2 separate regions of the Columba livia genome follow, and region 1 is linked to region 2. The links are chromatin contacts, called in public Hi-C maps. All regions are on one chromosome and are shown on one strand. The core of a region is the stretch at or near the end of the contact, and the rest is flanking DNA. Distances in the headings are between cores, read along the strand shown.

Region 1 (2,700 bases), core at 183-2,682, 38 kb before region 2:
CATCTCCAGCTCATCACCGAGCCCTGGGGGCTGAACGGGGGCATTTCTGAAGCTCTGATGTAATGTAGGTGAAGCTCTGATGTGATGTGAACAAAGCTCTGATGTGATGCGATGGGGAGCTCTCAGCTTACTTGCAGGCCTCTTCCGGCGCTGGCAGGGAGGGCTGTGGAACAGAGCATCATTGACCCGTTCCTGAGCCCATCCTTTGTATGCGCCATCGCCTTCTCCCTAACAAAGCCTATTTTCTAATATCCCACGAGCTTTCTGCTGTCCTTTGAACGGTGTCTGTGGGAGGCAAAGACTCTCCAGCCCCTCCGCCTGTGCCCATGGCTCCCTGTGGTACCCCTTGTGCCCATTTGGTGCTACACAACCAGGGTCACCTGAGGAATCCTGCCCCAAAATTTGCTGCAGTTTGCCTGGGGTGCAGGAGGGATGCCCAGGGATACATGGCAGGTAATGCTGAGGGGTGCAGGGAAGATGCCAGGGGGATTTGGGAACCAGTGCTGGAGGGATACAGGGGGGAGGTGCAATGGGACATGCCTATAGGGGTGGTGCAGAGATGGGGGGTGGTGGATGCCTGGGGGGATGCAGGGAGAGGGGAGAATATGCAGGCGGGATGCCAAGGGCTCAGTGCTGGGGGATGCAGGGCAGTGATGGGGGGTTTCAGGTTGGCTGTCCCGGGGGGCCAAACTGGGAGGACACATGAGGAGCTGCCTGGGGGATGTGGGGGCACAAAGGAGGATGCTGGGGGGTGCAGGGGGAAACCCAGAGTGCAGTGCTGGGGAACGCAGGGGGATGCGGGGGGGGCTGTCCTGGGACATGCAGGGGGGTATCTGGGGAGCAGCAGCAGGACATGCAATGGGGTGCAGAGGAATGCAGGGGTGTACAGGGGGGTTTCTGGAAAGCAGCACAGCTGCATGCAGGGGGGTGCAGAGAAATGTAGGAGTGTACAGGGGGGTTTCTGGAAAGCAGCACAGCTGCATGCATGGGGGATGCAGGGGGTACAGGACATGTCCGGGTCACATGTAGGGGGCATGCAGGGGAATGGAGAGGGTTTGCCGGGGGGGCTGCACCGAGGCTCGCAGGGGGGATGCTGAGGTGTGAAGCGGGGTTTCCGCGGAGCGGGACCGGGACATGAAAGGGGATGCAGGGGGTTGTTTGGGGACACCCGGGGGGATGCAGGGGGTTATCCGGGAAGCAGTACCGCTTACACACGGGGGGTGCAGGAATGGCAGGCGGGATGCCCGGCGGCAGGCAGGGGGATGCAAGGGGGTGCTCAGAAACCGCCCCCCCTCCTCCGGGCGCCCGCTTTCCCGCCGCTGCCGCCCGGCCGGGCCCTCCCCGCTGCCTCCACCCTCCCCCCCCACCCCGCCCGGAGCATCCCCCCGCCCCCGCCGGGCTCCGGGGCCGCTTTAAAAGGCGCAGCTCCCCGCTCCGCCCAGCTCGGCACCGCGGAGCGCACCATGCCCGCCGCAGCCGGCCCCGGCCCGGGGAGCGTGGCCGCTCCGCCGTCCTCCCGCCTCTGCTTGCTGGTCCTGGCTCTGCCGCTGGCGCTGAGCGGGCGCGGAGCCGCGGCCGAGCCCTCCCGCACCGTCTACACCAACCACTGGGCCGTGCGGGTGCGGGGGGGCCCCGCCGAGGCTGCCCGCCTCGCCGCCGCCTACGGGTACATCAGCCTGGGGCAGGTAAGGGGAAGAGGGGAGCACCGGGGGGCGGGGAGATACCGGGGTACCGGGAGCGGAGGATGCAAAGGGGGCTCGTACCGGGAGCCTGAGGGGGTCCTGGGGTCGTGGAGCTGTCAGGGGTCCCGGGAGCGGAGAGGTGCGGGGGGGTCCCGGGACCCGTCGGGGCTCCCGGGAGCTGCAGAGGGATCTACCCCGGGCGTCTGCGGAGAGTCCCGGGAAGATGTCGGGGGTCCTGAGGGGCCGGAGCTGCCGGGGATCCCGACACCGGCAACCTGCGGGGGATCCCGCGAGTGGGGACCTGCCGAGGGTCTTGCATTGTCGGTCCTGGCTTCGGGAAACTGACGGGGGTCCCGCGGAGCTGCCGGGTCTGTCGGCACAGGGGTGGTGCCGGGGGTCCCAGGGAGATGGGCCCCTCCCGCCCCCCGGAGCGGCGGGATGAGGACGATGCAGCGATGCTGACGGAGCGATTTGGCACAGGGGGGCGGCCGGGCAGCCCCGTCTCCGTTCCCCTCACCTTGGCCGCCGCTCCTCGGGGTGTCCTCGCCCCGCACAACCCGTTCCCACACCGGCTGCGGGTTGCACAAGTTCCTCCCATCCCGGCGAGTTACATTTGTGGATTTAACAAACTTTGGACTCTCTGGCACCGGGTTTATCGGAGATGTTGAGAACACGAGGAACTTTTGCTTTCCATCCCCCGCAGAACACGGATGGCTTAAGGTGACTTTCATCACGGCAGCTTCTTTTTCCTGTCAATTTCTTCATTCTGTGTAAGCCCAGATGTGGGCTGGTGTCCTCAGAGCTTCCTCCGGAGTTTATTACCTTCTGCACTGCTCAGCGCTCTGCTGGCTGGGTGGCACTTCAGGTTGTCTTCCTGCCCAAGGTGTCTCCTGGACCATAAATTATATCCTCGCTTTATATTGCAACCCTGCTTTTAAGTATAATTAAAGTCACGAGGTGCCGCGTAAACAAATTTGGGGGGGCGAAGGCTGAATCTGGAACGGTGTTTCCTGCACCA
Region 2 (2,700 bases), core at 172-2,671:
CTCTGACAAACGAATCTGTTCCTTTTTCCAAATCTCGACCGGAGGCAGGTCAGTGATGCACCACACCTCTTTATTTTGCTGGGCAAAGCATCTGTCCTGGCTGGAGCTCCTGATTAGCCCAGAACACCTGCAGGAGAAACAGATGAGCTTCATCTGCAAAAACCTCACTTTTATTCTCATAAATGCCTTTTACCTTCAGAGGAAACTTGTATTTTCAATACCCACCCCATGCCAGGCTACGCTGGTGTCTCTGGTGCACCCAGGGCTGTCTGGCCGGGGTTTGGGGCTGCATTTGGGCATGGCCGGGTGTATTCCCTGGTTGTGGAGGTAGTGCAGGATGTGGCAATGAATTTGCAGCCAGATGAGCTGGCAGGGGGGCTTGTACCCCTTTCCCACCCGCATTCAGAGCACCCTGCAGCCCCCAGCGCCCCTCCACAGTTCAGAGGCACTGGGAACGGCAGGGGAAGAAGAGCTGCTGATGTGTTGGGGAGCAGAGGGAGCTGTGGAGCCTTTTGTTTGTTGGTTTTGCAATGTTTAACCATGGGCCAGGTGCCCAGGGTAGTGCCTGGATATCTGGAACTGAGCTTTTTAAGTGTTAAAAAAAAAAAAAAGGAACAGAATGCTCCTGCAAAGGAAGATGCTTTTGCACTTTCGCAGAGCTGTGCTGCTGTGAGCTCATGTGTCTTACAGGTCTTCACATTTGTCATATGATAAATGAGAATTAATCAGGTCGTTTATCACACACCATGATTCCTTCTGTTGCTTTAGGATTCCCCTTTTGGTCTCGGGCCAAACTAGTGGTCAGAAGAGGGGTGAAATTCTCCTGGCTTCATTTCTGTTGCTGTGTCACACAGTCAAAACCCAGGAGTTGTGAATCAGGAGTCTGGAATCAGCTCTGCCTCACCACGGCCTGCCTCTAATCCCTGCTCACTGGTATATTTAGATGTACCGAAATGTTAAAAAAAAAAGAAATATGTTTACCCTTACATCCTTGGCATGACTTAAAATACACACTGGGCGAAGCAATGCAATTTAGGATGACCATCCCCCAGCAGTCCCAGCTTTATCCTGCTTTCTGCTGCCCTCCAGCCTGCCAGGGAAAGAAACTGATTCTACACATTGAGTTCATGTAACCACATCAGCTTCCAGTGTTTCCCAGGACACTAACTCCCTCAGAAATAATTCCTGGAAAGTAATAAAATTCAGATTATTTATCCAAGCTATTGCAATGCTCGCTTGGAGCTATTGAAGTCTCTCTGACACTGGTATGCTCAGAGGATCAGAGTGGCTGTATCTTCAAGAAAAATGCATATTTAAGCAATTTATTAAAGCAAATTTCTCTGTTGTCTCTTGGCACCAAAGACAAATCTACAATAGCTGTTTTCTGGAAAAATCTTCTTAGTGCAGCCTGACTCCTTGTTTGCTGTTTGGCTACGAGTTTGCATCCATGGCCATCTGCTGTTTTGTGGCAGGTGGAGAATACACATCTCAAAAATAATTCCTTTGACTTTCCATTACAAAGTGAGGGCTTTTAAGAGCTTGTGTACAGCATTTGAGACCAAGAGCCTGTCTGCTCTCAATTACAATTCTATCACGGCTGCAGAGCTGAGGCATACAGCTGTATTGCGCTAAGGGCGAAAGGTCCGTGTTTTATTTGGCCTTGTCAGAGGCAGGACCCGCTTTCCAGGAGGCTGAAGAGGATCTCCTTTCAACGAGTGCCTGAAATGACTGAAGACTCTGTTGTCTTTACTGCCGCATGATTCCTGAGTCACGTACAACAGATTCTTCATTTCTTCTTATGACAGCTCTCTCTCTTTCACTTGCTTTCTCCTAACTGCTTTTAAACAAATGCAGATGTTATAAAAACTTGAGTATGCTCTTTCATACACAGCTTTGGAGTGGGTGTTTGTTAAGCAGGGAGCACAGGAGCTGCCTGACCCCAGCTGACAGATCCGCAGTGATTGCTGGGCAGAGCAGAGCCAGATCTGACGCTGCAGTCCTGGGGAACCAGCCAGGCGGTACTCTCAGGGTGATGCTGCTCGATGCTCCCAAAGGAAAAGCATGAGCCATCTCTGCCAGATGCCAGATGTGGCTGCAGCATTTAACCTATTATCACATCCTCTGAGTTCACAGAAATGTCATGGCTCAGGGAAAACCATCCTTCCCTCGACAGCAGTGGATGCAGAAATCATTCTGCCTCATTTCGCTCAGCGGACCTTGAAGGCTGGGGAAGTATTTATATCCAGGGCTGCAGAAGCAGTGGCTTGGTGACATTCAGCAGGATTTGGGACCTGGGTGTGCTCAACCACTTCTCTTTGCCTGTCACCTTCAGTCCATGTCGCCCGCGCTGTGGTTCACCCTCCTGCAAAGCCCCACTGCCACAAACCAGACTCTGCCAGGGGCCAAGCAGCTTTATGCTGGAGTTGCCTGGCTGAACCATCTCAGCTCCCCCACAGGTCCCCCCAGCTCTTCCTCACAGTTCCCCAAATTCCTAAAGCAGGTAAGAGGGTGTGCAGTGACACCTGAAAAGTGCACTTTATCTGAATGTCATGCCGCAGCCTGCACCATGTTCCCAGCCCACCACAGCTTCTCTGGAACCAGGAACACATGTGGAAGTGGCAGAGCAACTGCCTCAAATGCTGCAGGTAGAAGGTGTTTATGGGCAGCCCTACGTCCAGGAGCAAAGGCTGAAGGAGAGAA

What was found. Hi-C and Micro-C count contacts between places; a contact is called where the count stands out from the background.
Region 1: a contact with region 2 is called in a Hi-C map of crop, with 2.2 times the contacts expected there. The contact joins the promoter of PCSK6 here to the enhancer-like site in region 2. A contact is called at or near these places in 2 of 2 Hi-C or Micro-C datasets (crop and liver).

Annotation. Positions count from the first base shown.
Region 1 is chr11:10,378,466-10,381,165 of bColLiv1.pat.W.v2, reverse strand. It overlaps PCSK6 (proprotein convertase subtilisin/kexin type 6), which reads left to right and starts at 1,432. Exons shown (of 21, transcript XM_065076721.1): 1 at 1,432-1,685. The coding sequence starts at 1,464. It overlaps LOC135580570 (a long non-coding RNA gene), which reads right to left. Exons shown (of 3, transcript XR_010475428.1): 1 at 1,764-2,700.
Region 2 is chr11:10,340,817-10,343,516 of bColLiv1.pat.W.v2, reverse strand. PCSK6 (proprotein convertase subtilisin/kexin type 6) reads left to right here. Exons shown (of 21, transcript XM_065076721.1): 21 at 1-10. Among named protein-coding and RNA genes, the nearest start is that of SNRPA1, 2.9 kb to the right of the region's middle. Within about 2 kb of position 1,421, at least 1 of the 3 cell types and tissues checked has an H3K27ac peak away from gene starts, as active enhancers do.